Regions from separate parts of the Mus musculus genome. Here region 1 is linked to region 2. A link is a contact called in public HiChIP or PLAC-seq data. All regions are on one chromosome and are shown on one strand. Each heading gives the region's core, a stretch centred on a gene start, on an enhancer-like site or on the middle of the called end of the contact. The rest is flanking DNA. Distances are from core to core; before and after follow the strand shown.

Region 1 (7,214 bases), core at 896-3,395, 920 kb before region 2:
ATGGAATAGCAAGTAGGCCTGCCTTCAAGTTCCTACCTTGATTTCCCTCAGTGAAGAACCTGGAGTGTTACCTGGAGTTGTACCCTAAAATAAATCTTTTGTCTGCTAGGTTGCTTTTGTTAGTGTTGTATCATAGCAGCAGCAGAAAGGAACTGAGAATCCCCAGGAGAACTGATTAGTGTGTTCAGTGCTATGGCTGTCTCTGCTCCTTGCAAGCATTAGTGCCTAAAGGACTCTTGCTGCGCTAACTCTCTATTTCCATAGTAGCTCCACCCTCAATAGTGATTCATTCTATTGGCAGGGGAGGGCTGAGGATCCACAGAGCTGTTGTCAGGAAACCAGTCTATCAGGGGAAAACAGCACTTCAACCCTGCTTTAACATATCCATTCCTGAACATTACAAACACTAACTCTGAAAGGAGATGATCTCGAGTCAGCCAGAAGATTAACTCTTTTTTATTGGATATTTTCTTTATTTACATTTCAAATGTTACTCACTTTCCCCGTTCTCCCTCACCCCAAAACCCCCTATTCCATCCTCCCTCCCCCTGCTTCTATAAGGGTGTTCCTCCACCCACTACCCTCTTCCACCTCACCACCCTTGATTCCCCTACACTGAGGCATCTATTGAGCCTTCATAGGACCAAGGACAAAAATGAACTCTTGATGTTTAAGTCCCTACACAGAAACACGAGTAACATGAAAATCCAGGATGTTCCTCTCTAAAATCTACCAACCCCAGAGTAATGGCCCCCAGTGAGAATGACTGATAGGGAAATTCCAGACAAAGAATTCAGAAGAATGATTATAAATACATTCAAAGAAGCTGAGCAGTGGTGGCACACGCCTTTAGTCCCAGCACTTGGGAGGCAGAGGCAGGTGGATTGATTTCTATGGGTTCAAGGCCAGCCTGAGCCACAGAACTCTGGGTCAGAGAAATCTTGTCTCTGTGTGTGTGTGTGTGTGTGTGTGTGTGTGTGTGTGTGTGTGTAGAAAGAGAGAGAGAGAGTGTGTGTGTAGAAAGAGAGAGAGAGAATATATATATGAATATATATATGTATACACACACATACACACACACACATATATATACATATATATGTGTTTGTGTGTATATATATATATATATGTATATATACTAAGAAATGAGAGTATAAATAAACTTGAATGAATTCCAAAATATTTTAGAAAATACAAACCTCTAAACAAAATGAATCAATGTAGGAATGTACAAATGCGATTAAATAGAGAACTAGACACACTGAACAAAACCCATACTGTACGAATGCTGGAAATCGACACTGAGTAAGCAGTGTCAGGGGGCTCAGCAGGTAGAAGGACTTGCTGTGGAAAGCTGACAACCTGAGTTCAGTCTCTAGAGCCCATTCCTGAGGGTTGTCCTCTGACTCCACGTGTGTTTTGTGGCATGTGCCCGTCCCCATCATACGCACACAGCAATGATAAATAGGGCAAGTGAGATGACGCAGTCGGGTGCCTGCTGCCAAGCACGACGGCCGGAACTTATCTTGGGAGCTACATGGTAAATAAAGGAGAGGACTGACTCCTGCAAGCCACCCTACCCAAATAAAAGCCCATTTCTCAGCATGAAATAAAAGTCAGAACACAGAAAATATATATTTTAGGGTTTTTTTTTTTTAAATATTTTTGTTTTTCAAGACAGGGCTTCTTTGTGTGTCCCTGGCTATCGTGAAACATCCACCTGCCTCTGCCTCCTGAGTGTTGGGATTAAAGGCATGTACCACCATGGCCTGGCTGCATTTCAGGTTTGTTAGGACGATAATTGCCCACCCATATTAGTATTGTAAGGGAGGATTCAGCGAAACCCCTGCACTGGGCCATGCAACGCCCAGATAGAAAAGTTTATCGGGGGAGCAAACTGCCAATCTGTCTCCAAGAATAGAGGACAGCAGCTTAGCAGGAAGGCAGGCAGATTTTATATGGTAGAGGGTGTGGGTCCTTGAGCTGACGCAGGCTGTTAGGATTAATTAAGGTAGTTGGGCCTAGATAAAGGAGGTAGTGGTTTTCCTGGCAAACAGAAACCTTCCTTGCAAGATTCGTGAGGAATGCTGAGTTTAGGCTTCTGTTTACCCAATACGATCCTTCTGTTTACCCGGTCAGAGTCCTTCTGTTTAGGACATTGTCACCAGCACTGCCACCTTAGGGGCCTGGTTTAAACTTAATAAGTCTACCCAGGAAAACTAGCTGTTGTAGTTGATGGAAAAAGAGCATCCTATAATAAAAGCAGAGTAAGGGATTGATGGCCACTAAACCAGATCTGTAGTGGATACTGAAAGGGTTGGCCTGAAGTAAATGATTAACACAACTAAGAGGCTTTAGATAATACAATGATTATTGCCCGAGCTTTTGTCCCTGCCGGCAAGAACACACTCAGGACAACCGGAATCTTCTGTGGCAAAAGCTTTATTGCTTACTTCTCAGGAAGACCCCGAACCCAGAAAATGGCGCTGCTTATATAGCCTGCAGTGTGACGTTTCAGCACCTGATGTGGCGTGACAGCTCCTGATTCGTTGCTCGCCCATCATCCCATTACTACGCCCCAAGATGGGCAGTGACGAGGCCTGAGTCCACTCTTGCACCTGCGTACAAGGCTTGTTTACTAGTTAGGCACAGCGGAGGCCAGCGCCATCTTATAATGGCGATTGCTCGCAGCACGCACGGCTCTCCACAGCGATTGCTCGAGGTACAGCTCTCCACAAATGATAGCTAAACAAATATGAATTTGGGAAACACCAAACACTACCAAATTATAGTAAGCAATATACACCTTCCAATAATACTTCTGAATACTAATGATTTCCAATCACAGGACACCAACCAGATGTAAAGCAGAACCTGTTCTTTTGCTGCTTCCAAGAGGCACAAACACATTTCACCATGAAAGGCAGACACCGTCTCACACTAAGAGGCTGGAAAAGGTGTTTCAAGCAAATCAAACTAGGAAATAAGCAGCATTCCCTAATCTACTAGCTGACAAACCAAACCCCCAAAACTCTAAAGCAGCCGGGTGGTGGTGGCGCGTGCCTTTAATCCCAGCACTCAGGAGGCAGAGGCAGGCAGATTTCTGAGTTCGAGGCCAGCCTGGTCTACAAAGTGAATTCCAGGACAGCCAGGGCTACACAAAGAAACCCTGTCTCGAAAAAAAGAAAAAGAAAAAGAAAAAGAAAAAATCTATCAAAAGGACGTTACAATTCTAAACATATGTGCACAAAATATACAGTCATCAGAAAAACAAAACAAATTGGAATAAACCTAACCAAGGAAATAAAAGATCTTTTGTTTTGAGTTGAGATTTTTTTCTTCCAGTTCCCACTGATAAGATACCCATCCTATAAACAAACTCTCATCTGTGCTTCAGTAGACAACTCAGATGAACTTTACACACACACACACACACACACACACACACACAATGTGAAAGTAGAAGGGAAGTGAATTGGGAAGAAGAAGGCATGGAAAGACCCCAACACAAGGGTAACGAAGAGTGAAAATGACCCAACTACATAATGTGAATGTGTACAGTGTAAAGTTAATATATGCCAATAGAACATTTTAGAAGCCTTAGAAAAACACCATTTTCTTTTTAAGTTACTGTGGTAGGGCATACTAAAACTAGATTGCATTTATAATCTGTGGCCTGGGAAAGATAGCTCACTTGGTAAAGTGTCCACAGTCTAAGAATGAGGGCCCATGTTCAGATCCCTAGCAACAGGTGAAAGCCAAGCTTGGTGGAAAACAATCTGTGACCTAGATCCAGGCAGAGCAGAGAGAAATGAATCCCCAGGGGTTTGCAAACCAGCCAGTCTCACTAAGATGGCTCCTCCAGAGTCACTGAGGAGAGAGATCTCAATGTTGTGACGGTACATGAAAGAGTAGTAAACTCAGTGCTCCAAGGTATGCTAATCATAAAACAGATAGCGACATTCCTTCCTCCACCCACCCGCTTCCTGGGTTCAAAGAGTGTTCATTCAAAGAAAGTCACCCTGACCCACCCTGACCATTGCTGGAACCCACTATGCAAAGGTGCTATTGCTAGGGGCTCTTAGATTGTTAGGGGCTCTTAGAAACTGTCTTGAGAGATAACCTGACACTTGTGACTTTGTACTTCCTTGTGACTCTTAACTGGTATTTTTGGTATTTTCCAACAACGCCCTTCCCACCTCCTTGAGTTGTGGTTCCTTCCTTTAAATTCCCCCTTACTCAGCTACTCGGGGCGCCACGGTCCTCTACCCCTGCGTGGTGTATGACCGTGGGCCTGAGAGCACTCTTGAATAAAAATCCTCTTGCAATTTGCAGCAAGACCGTTTCTCGTTGGTGATTTTGGGGTGTCGCCTCTCCTGAGTCAGAACGTGGGGGAGTCCTCACGTTGTGGGTCTTTCATACACACCTTTAATCCTGAAGTTACTGAACTTGGAGATCATAACCTGTTCTCCAAGCTCAATAAGCCAATTTAAAAGGCCACAATAAAAGTGGAAAGCAGGGGCGATGGCTCAGTGGTTAAGAGCATTGCCTGCTCTTCCAGAGGTCCTGAGTTCAATTCCCAGCAACCACATGGTGGCTCACAACCATCTGTACTAAGATCTGATGCCCTCTTCTGGTGTGTCTGAAGACAGTGACAGTGTACTCATATACATGAATAAATAAACCTTAAAGAGAAAGAAAGAAAAAAAAGTGGAAAGCAGAAAGGAGATGAAGAGCTTATGACCTGAGAACTTCAGCATCTTCAGGATGTTAAGATGGAGGAAAGGTCAACATATCAACCTCCCACTGGTACTTACAACTTTTAGGCTGCATAGGAAAGCTCTGAATCTGTAATCTTCCACCTCAAGGTTCCCTTTTCTAAAACCCCAAGCTTGCTGCACCTGGGCACAGTCCTGACTCCCTTGGACAGACCACTACCCTTCTTTGTTCTGGTTAGGGGACAAGCTGTCTATTTCCATGTCACCCCAGTCAATCTCCATGTACCAGGAGGTTTATTCAAGTGTGTGACCATACCAAGAAGAGGGATCAAGATCCATCAAGCCTCCCAAATCCATCTCAGGGGTCCTGAAGTGACTCACAGTTTATAACTAGATGGCCAAGGACATTTACATCTAGGCTGGCACATTCAAAGTGTGGTCCCTCCCGCACAGCGTCACAGTCTTTATATTCCAAAGTTTGGTGGGAAGGTAAACACAGGACAGATTCAACAGAGGAGAAAGTACTGTGGGTGTGCACGGTGCCATCAGAAGATGACGTCGGTACCATCAACAGATGATGTAAGGTGTTCTGCTTGAGCTGAATCTTAAAGCAAATTCACAAGTAGACAGAGGTGGAGTGTTAGAAACAGAGGGACAGACAGCACATGGGCAGGCCTGGAAAACCAGAGTGGGGGAGGGGAGCACAAGCAGAACAGACAATGTAATGGACAAGAAATTGCAAACTGTATGAACTCCAATTTAATTCAATTATGAAAGGTTTATGGGGGCTAGAAAGATGTCTCAGCAGTTAAGAGCACTGACTACTCTTCCAAAGTTCCTGAGTTCAAATCCCAGCAACCACATGGTGGCTCACAACCATCTGTAATGAGACCTGAAGCCTCCCTTCTTTTGGTGTGTCTGAAGACAGCTACAGTGTACTTACATATAATAAATAAATAAATCTTTAAAAAAAGAAGAAAAAAAGGTTTATGGTGTATGTGTGTGTGTGTTTCTTTGTGTCTTTTAAATTGTTTGTTACATTTTCCCATCATTGGTGTGTGGAAGTCAGGGGATAAGTTTCTGAAATTGAGTATCTCCTTCCTCTAAGTGGGTCCCAGGCATCGAACTCAGATCATCAGGTTTCACAGCAGACTCCTTTACTTAACCATCTCCGTGGCCCATCTACTTAAAAATAGAGAGAAATAAATACAAGCTAGGCATGGTACTGTATACCTGTAGTCTCCCAAATATTTGTGAGACTGAGGCCACATTGTTTGAGCCCGTGAATTCAAGGGCCAGCCTTGGCAACATAGACTGTCTTGAGCAAAAAGAAAGACTTCTGGGTGAGATGGTGTCTTAGTCACTGTTCTGTTGCTGTGGAGACACACCATGACCAAGGCAACTCTCATAAAAGAAAGCGCTTAGGGGCTGGAAGATGGCTCAGTGATTAAGAGCACTGACTGCTCTTCCAGAGGTCCTGAGTTCAAATCCCAGCAATCACATGGTGGCTCACAACCATCTGTAATGGGATCTGATGCCCTCTTCTAGTGTGTCTGAAGATAGCTACAGTGTACTTATAGTAAATAAATAAATAAATAAATAAATAAATCTTTTTTTAAAAGTGCTTACCAGGGGCTTACAGTTTCAGAGGTTAGACCATTATTATCACGGCAGGGAGCACAGTGATGGGCAGGCAGACATGATGTTGGAGAAATAACTGAGAATTTTACATCCTAATCTGTAGGCAGTAAGGGAAGGGGGAGGGGGAGGAGGAGGGGGAAAGGAGCTGACAGGCTTCCTTCAACAAGACCACACCTATTCTAACAAGGCCACATCTGCTAATCCTTCTCAAACAGTGCTCACTCCCTGATAACTGACCATTCAAATATATGAATCAAAGGAGGCCATTATCATCCAAACTACCACAGATTGTGGCCTTCTACAAACTTCTTCCATGTGACCCAGAGAAGGAGTCAGAGTAGGAAAAACTAAGCTAGCATATTCCAAAGAGATAAAGAGGCATTCGTCACAAAGGTATACAATACCTAAAACGTGCAGAGAAAAAGACGGGCTATGTGCAGAAAGGAAGGTTCCTGGGTAGGGGAAAGGGAAATAAGACTTGCCAAAAAGTAAGCGGGGAGCCCTTGTGAAAACAGACTTGGATCACACCCTCAGGGCAAGCCCACACCCTCACTACGCTCAGAACCAATTGTGACCTTTGGTGAGGCAAATCTACCTTGGTGGGTAGGTGGCAATGAGAAGGAATCTAACTGTAGCACACACACTCATACACACACATACACAATAACAATAATAATAATAATAATAGGGGTTGGCGAGATGGCTCAGAGTTAAGAGTGCCGACTGTTCTTCCGAAGGTCCTGAGTTCAAATCCTAGCAACCACATGGTGGGCTCACAACCATCCGTAACGAAATCTGATGTCCTTTTCTGGAGTATCTGAGGACAGCTACAGTGTACTTACATATAATAAATAA
Region 2 (7,315 bases), core at 1,247-3,746:
GGGAGGGGTACAAGAAAAGAGTCTGGTGCAGGTGTAGCAACTCAGGATTGGCTGGGCTGTGGTTGCTGGGGAGATTTTCCGACTCTTTCCCAGCAACCAATATCACAAACACCTGGCAAATGGGCTTCATCAGTGGGCACACACATGGGTTCAAGGAACGGTCAAAACATTGGCAGACACACAGGTTCAAGGAGTGGCCAGAGCATTGTGCGCCTCTATTTTTCTAAATCAGGGAAGCTAGTTCTGCTAACAATGAAATCTATCTTGTCAATTTCAGGGCTTCTGTGACCTTTTACATTCTGTCAGGATCTTTTACTACCTGACCTACATAGTGAATTCCAGGCAAGCTAGGGCTACACTGAGAGAGCCTATCTCAAAAATAACTATCTAATTAATAAACAATCCCAATACCCCATCTATTTTCTTTATTTGAGTGGGGAGAAGAAAGAAGAAACCACATCCCAGGGATGGAGAGATGGCGCAGTGGTTAAGAGCATGCACTGTTCTTCCAGAGGACCTGAGTCCAGTTCCCAGCACCCACAGGTCAGGCAGTTCATACTCATCTGTAACTCCAGCTCCAGGAGGTCTGATGCCTCTGGCTTCCAAGGGCACCCAGTGCTAGAGTATACATCGTCCCTGAAAAAGAGCAGCTCTTGAAAGGTTTTTGGTGTGGCCGCCAGTGGCAACTGTGCTACAGAACCATCGCCCACTCTTTTCTTCTCTTACATTACTACTGGACCAATTTGTTTGTAAAAAGGTAAAAATTGCCAGGTGTGGTGGCGCACGCCTTTCATCCCAGCACTCGGGAGGCAGAGGCAGGCGGATTTCTGAGTGCAAGGCCAGCCTGGTCTACAGAGTGAGATCCGGGACAGCCAGGGCTACACAGAGAAACCCTGTCTCGAAAAACAAAAACCAAAAACCAACCAACCAAACAAACAAAAAAACCCCAAAAAGGTAAAAATTTCTTGAACAGACATATTCCAAGTACTGAGACTGTAATAATAGAAGAACATCTTTGTTTTTGAGTCTAGTGGCCCTTGCCAGACTTCCAGGAGAGTCCATGGATTTGGTTAAGATCATAGTGTGTCAAGTTTGAGCTGAGATTATAAGCCGGTACCACATGGATTTGGTTAAGATCATAGTGTGTCAAGTTTGAGCTGAGATTATAAGCCGGTACCACCTTTGGCTCTTTTGCTAGCTATGTGATTTTGGGGAAATGACTTGTTTGTGCTTCAGTTTCCTTATTTGTAAAATGGGGATTTAAAAAAAAAACATAATTTAAGAGGCATTGTGGCATAAACCTGTAATCTTAACACTTGAGAAGCGGAGACAGGAGGATTACTATGAATTTGAGCTGAGCCTGGGTTCTAATGTGAGTGCTGGCCCAGTCAAGATAACGGGATGGTATCTAAAACAAACAAACAAACAAACAAACATCAGTTATCTGTCTCTTGGGACAGGTAGAGGTGGGGGTAATGTTAGTCCTCTACCTACTGTGTGTGGCAGCCTGCAGGAGCCAGCCAGAACCACAAGGTAATTATCACCGAAATAACAACTTGAAGGTCACTCTCTGTGTGCCAGGGCCGCTCAGTCATCAGGCAGGCGAGTGTGCAGACAGGAAAGGCGGTGGGGAGCAGGAGGGTGGAAGGAAGTGTGGCAACCCCATGAAGGCAGAGGTTATGGGCACTGTGCCTGCCAGCTGGGGAAAGCTCTGACTCATGAGAGGTCCTGGTGTCACTGTGTGTCTATCGGGTGGGGAAGGGTGGGGTCCCTGTGGGGCTTGGCATTTGTCCCTGCACAAAGATCTCTGGCAGGACTGGGTTTGTATAGTTATGTTAACCCAAAAAAAAAAAAAAAAAAAAAAAAAAGTGTGACTTGGAGCTTGAACCCAGGACTAAATGCATCCAGGCAAGAGCTCTACCACGGCGATCCATCCCCAGATCCACATCTTGAGATCAATCACCCTGAAGTCACAAAGTTTAAGCCATGCCAGACACAAACTAGAAAAATGACCAAATCCTGGGCCAGGTTTGCAAGACTGACCAAAGCTGCAGCCAGAAGGCCGGGAAGCAGCTGGAGATAGCCCACATCTCTCTTCTGTTCTCTTACACTGCGTTCCCCTCCCCCTTGCTTCTTTCTGTTCCCCATTTATTCGAGGTCTGTTTGTGGTAAGCAGGCACAGCTACACCTGGCTAGTAACACGCAAGCCTTAGGAATTACAGTTTTGCTGTGCTGATGCCGGAACCTATGGCCTTGGGGAGATTCCCACTAAGCCACTCCCACACCCTTGACATATGCCCTTATTAAACCGAGTTCAAGAAGAAGGGACGAGTTCTGATCAGCTTACTTTTTTCTGTAGGAATTATGCTGTTTGCTTTTGCTTCTTATCTAAGTCAACAGAAAAGCAAAAGTAATCAGAGAACCAGCTATGAGGACCGCCTTGGCCCCAGAGCCCTGCACGCAGTGATCATGTAGTCTTTGAACTCAGTTCCAGATCAGTTCTGTTTTCTCTCAGCAAAGACCTGCCAGTTCTTGGTTTCTGCTTCTGCAAAGCCACCCTTCACCAGATTGCACAGGTGCAGGAACAAGAACTTGGTAGTTTGATAAGAGAATTCTCATCCAGTTATCCGACGGATCCGGGTTTTAGCCTAGTTGAGAGGTGCTGAAGCAGAAGAATTGTCATTTGAGTTTGAGGCCAGTCTAGAGGACATAGCATGGTTCTGATGCTTGACTCAGTGTACAGACAAACAACAAATCCACACCTGGGGCTGGAGAGATGGCTCAGTAGTCAAGGGCACTGGCTGCTCTAACACAGGTCCTGAGTTCAATTCCCAGCAACCACATGGTGGCTCACAACCATCTGTAATGAGACTGATGCCCTCTTCTGGTGTGTCTGAAAACAGCTATAGTGTACTCATATGCATAAATGAATAAATCTTAAAAAAAATCCGAATCTGAAACCCCAAATAAACAAGCAACCCCCAATAATCCCTCTAAAAAAAATAAAACCAAACCTGTGCCCAAATTCTGTTTTAGCTGTACATTACCTTTAAGCAACTTCTAGGTGGAGACCCCTCTTGATATAGGTTTTACAGTTTAGCCCAACAATAGCTAGGCTCAGTAGCCAATGCCTGCAACTCCAGCAATCTACTGGTGGAGGCAAGAGCAGTTTAGGGCAAATCTGTACCAACATAATTGAGCTCAAGAGCAACATAGAGAACTCAGCACAACAAATATAGTATTCTCTCACCCCCTCCCCTGTTCCCAGTATTTTATGTGGGTGGCATATTAAGTAGTAGTGGAACACACATCTTGACTTTTCCAAGAATATAATTAATATTATTTTGTGAATAATAATATTTAATAATAATAATTATTACAGTAAGAACAACAACCACTACAACACTGATAGCCTTATTTTGAAAGGGTCTTACTCTGTAGCCCAGGCTGGCCTAGAACTCATGGTACTCCTACTGCCTCAGTTTCCCAAGTGCAGGGATAGTAATCAAAAAAATATCAGTGAGTTCTGAAGCCAGGCTTGGGAAAGAATTCCCTGACTTACAGAGGGGTGTGGTTTATTGGATGCAAGGCATATACACCTCAATGAAGCCTTTTTAAGACTGTGTTGTTTCATTTTGTTTTTTAGATTCTTTTAAAAACTACATTTATCTTTGTGTGTCTGTCTGTATGTGTGTGAGTGTGCTTATGTGGAGGTCAGAGGCCAACTTGCCAGTTTGTTTTTTCCTTCCATCCCATCCCTTGAGTCCTGGGGATTGGGTTCAGCTTGTCGGGCTTAGGGGCAAATAAATGCCTTTACCCACTAGCCCATCTCTCTAGTTCCGTTTTTTGAGCTTTTTCTTTGTTTGTTTGTTTTGAGCTTTTTTTTTTTTTTTTTTAATTTTTAAACAGGGTCTCTCTTTGTAGTCTTGGCTGTTTCGGAACTCACTCTGTGGCCTCAAACTCACAGAGAACTGCCTGCCTCTGTCTCCCGAGTGCTGGGATTAAAGGTGTGTGCCACCATGCCTGGCTATTGAGATTTTTAAGACAGGTCTCAATGTGTATCTCAGGTAAGCCTTAAACTTGATAGGTAGACAGGCTGGCTTTGAATTCCAGAATTTCTACCTAAACCCTTTCACTCTGAAATTACAGATGTATCTGATGAATAAAGCTTTTCCTTTCCTTTTGGTGATAGAAAGAGAAGGCAGTTTATTAAAAAAAAAAAAAGTGTTTACAAGGTACTTCAAAGGGTGAAAGTGGGATAAGGGGACCAGGAGGATAGATGCTCAGAAGCAGGACAAGGGGACCAGGAGGATAGATGCTCAGAAGCGGGACAAGGGGATCAGGGGGATAGATGCTCAGAAGCGGGACAAGGGGACCAGGAGGATAGATGCTCAGAAGCGGGACAAGGGGACCAGGAGGATAGATGCTCAGAAGCGGGACAAGGGGACCAGGAGGATAGATGCTCAAAAGCGGGACAAGGGGACCAGGAGGATAGATGCTCAGAAGCGGGACAAGGGGACCAGGAGGATAGATGCTCAGAAGCCGGTTTTAGCCGGGCGTGGTGATGCTTCTTTGATCCCAGCACTGGGAGGCAGAGACGAGCAGATCCCTGGGAATTCCAGGACAGCCAGGGAAAGACCCTTGTCTCAAAACAAAAAGTTGATTTTATAAACTGCAAAGGGTTAATGGAGTTTCTAGTACATACCCATGTATATATAGATCATCAAGTGTTACTAAATGACATTCATTTGGACTCTTTCATAGGGAAAACCTGGAAACTATAGATACATGTTTCCTTCCCATTCCTTTTCACACCCGTTTTCCACCCCTTCCCACTGGCAAGTTGTCCTCATAACGTTGATTTGGTCCTTTTTTGTCTAATACGTGTATCTGGGCACGGAGCTCAGTGGTAGAATACCACTGAGGGGGCCCTAGGGTTGCCTAAGAACAACAATAAAAGCTGCGTGCACTCATAGACATGCTTGCGGTATGAGGAGGTTGCACAGGCCACGTTTGAGCGATGAGTCAGTCAGCGGCATTGCCAGCAATAATATTCTGGCTTACGAGCCTTCCCCAGGGCTACACTAACTACCTGTGTTTGAGGAGCTGCTAATGCTATTTATATAATTATGAGTGTGTTTATACTGATCTTAATTCTCAGTTTTCAACATTGGGGCAACTTGGCACAAATGGGAATTTAGTGTGTTATGACATTTCTACAAGTGTTTAAAGATGCATTGCTTATAAACTTTCAAATCCAAAGCCAACGTGCTTTCAAGCAGTGTAGATATTTGACTGATAGCAGTGTGATTGCAAGCATCATGGAATATACTTTTTATGAGTGTGTCTGGACTTGTGTGTATGAGTGTATATATAGGGTGGGGTCTGCTATGTGTACCTCAGAGGCTAATACTGAGTGTCTTCTTCAATAGCTTTCTTATTTTTGAGGCAGGGTCTCTCCCTGAATTTGAAACTCACTGGTTTGGCCAGCAAATCCCAGGGACAGCAGAATGTTTTCCTATTAAATATAGCAAATGTGGGCCTGGAGAGATGGCTCAGCAGTCAAGAGCACTTAGTGTTGTTCTTCCAGAGGACCTGGGTTCAATTCTCTGCACTCAGTGATGGATCCTCTTGTGCTGAGATTACAGGCATGTGTCTTGCTGGCTTTTTTATTTTATTTTATTTTTTTTACATGTATCTGTTTGAGGTCAGAATTTAGGTTCTCATGTTTGCACACCAAGCATTTAATGACCAAATCATCTCTACAGTCCCAAGACATAATAAAATTCATCTAGAATACAGATTCAATAACATGTTTTCAAAACAGTTAACACCAAGGCAGTCCTAGTTAATTGTTAATTGGCAGACTTGACAATTTTATCTATGTATGAGACATAGTCACAGGGACTGATGTAGTTTTTCTTAACCTCTTAAAATTATTCATTGCTTTGTGCACACCCGTTTGCCACGGTGCTTGTGTGGATGGTGAAGGACAACTTTTGGAAGTCAGAACTTTGCTTCAGACATGTGAGTCCCAGGATTGAACCTGGGTGGACCCTCTCTTGTGAGCCATCTTGTGGTCCCTAGGATTTTTTTTTTCAATTGTTGCTAGGTGTGTGTGTATAATGGACCACATTTTATATTGTCTAGATTTTATACCCCCTTCCTCTCTGGACCTTTCTTAGCTTTCCTGCCTCTCAGGACTCCTTAAACCTTTTGAACTCTGCTGTGACCTCTCAGATCTTTACAGCTTTAACCATGGCTATCACAGGAAGTGGGAACACTTCCCATGCTGCCATTGAAACCGCCATATCTTGTGAATTCATGGCTATTCAATGAATTCTGATATGTGGAAAGATAGACATGTGTTTATCTATGTTTCTGACCTAGCACACTCAGGACATTATTATTATTATTATTATTATTATTATTATGGCATGGTCTTCCTTTATAACTCAGGCTGACCTTAACCTCCCTAGTCCTAGAAATAAGGTATGTATTTCCATGCCCTGCTTGCGATTTTAAGCCACAGATACAGGTTTCTCAAGACAATACTAATTTTGGTTTCCAAGCAGAATAGCTTTTTCCATTAACTGTAGCAATGTGAGGCTGCAGAGATGGTTCAGTGGTCCAGAGGACTGGGTTCCATTTTCAGCACCCTCATGAGGGATTCAGTCCTCTGTAGGCACCTGTATTGCACATGGTACACAGGCATACATGCAGGCACAACACCCACACACACAAAATAAAAAGATCTGAAAAAAAAAGTACTTGTTCTGAGCAGAAAACAACTTTTCTTCATAGGAGGAACACTGAATCCAACTTCAAACCGTCTACATGAACAATGGTTTACATGAACAATGGTATATAGAGTTTTCGTTTTATTTTGAATTAGGAGTTGCCCTACCATTTGCTTATGGCTTTAGAATTTTAGATACATCTTCCATTTTCATTGGCTATTGACTTGACTTTTACAAAGGTGGCTAAGTTCGCTCTAGGAGCAAGTTCATTGTCATTATGTCAGCAACCTGTCAACATGTCATTGAAGCCTCAGCTGGATTATGAATATTACTCAATATAATGTCTTCCTGTCATCAAGTTTCAGAGATGACTTTATTAAACTGGCTATACCACAGGGCAGAGTTGGTCACAGTGACTGGTATGCGGTAGGGTAGAAGGAAATGTCGTTTGTTGCTGTAGAAGATGCAGGACTTCCCCTCTGTGGAAAACTGTAACACCTTAAGAATGGAGACACTGGGCATGTGTGCTGGCTGGCTCAGCATGGAAAGGGGAGGCTCTGACTGATGCTCTGACT

What was found. HiChIP or PLAC-seq counts read pairs in DNA pulled down with a chosen protein or histone mark.
Region 1: a FOXA1 HiChIP or PLAC-seq map of pancreatic cancer cells shows a contact between it and region 2. The contact joins two enhancer-like sites. A contact is called at or near these places in 4 of 115 datasets of contacts at active chromatin or transcription factors (acute myeloid leukemia, embryonic stem cells, large pre-B cells and 1 more).

The regions. Positions count from the first base shown.
Region 1 is chr6:120,313,607-120,320,820 of GRCm38.p6, reverse strand. No RefSeq gene overlaps it. Among named protein-coding and RNA genes, the nearest start is that of B4galnt3, 22 kb to the right of the region's middle. Within about 2 kb of position 2,145, at least 16 of the 459 cell types and tissues checked have an H3K27ac peak or open chromatin away from gene starts, as enhancers often do. A contact at or near this core is called in pancreatic cancer cells, where this site is marked.
Region 2 is chr6:119,390,757-119,398,071 of GRCm38.p6, reverse strand. It overlaps a transcript of Adipor2 not described here. Among named protein-coding and RNA genes, the nearest start is that of Adipor2, 5.7 kb to the right of the region's middle. Within about 2 kb of position 2,496, at least 189 of the 459 cell types and tissues checked have an H3K27ac peak or open chromatin away from gene starts, as enhancers often do. A contact at or near this core is called in pancreatic cancer cells, where this site is marked.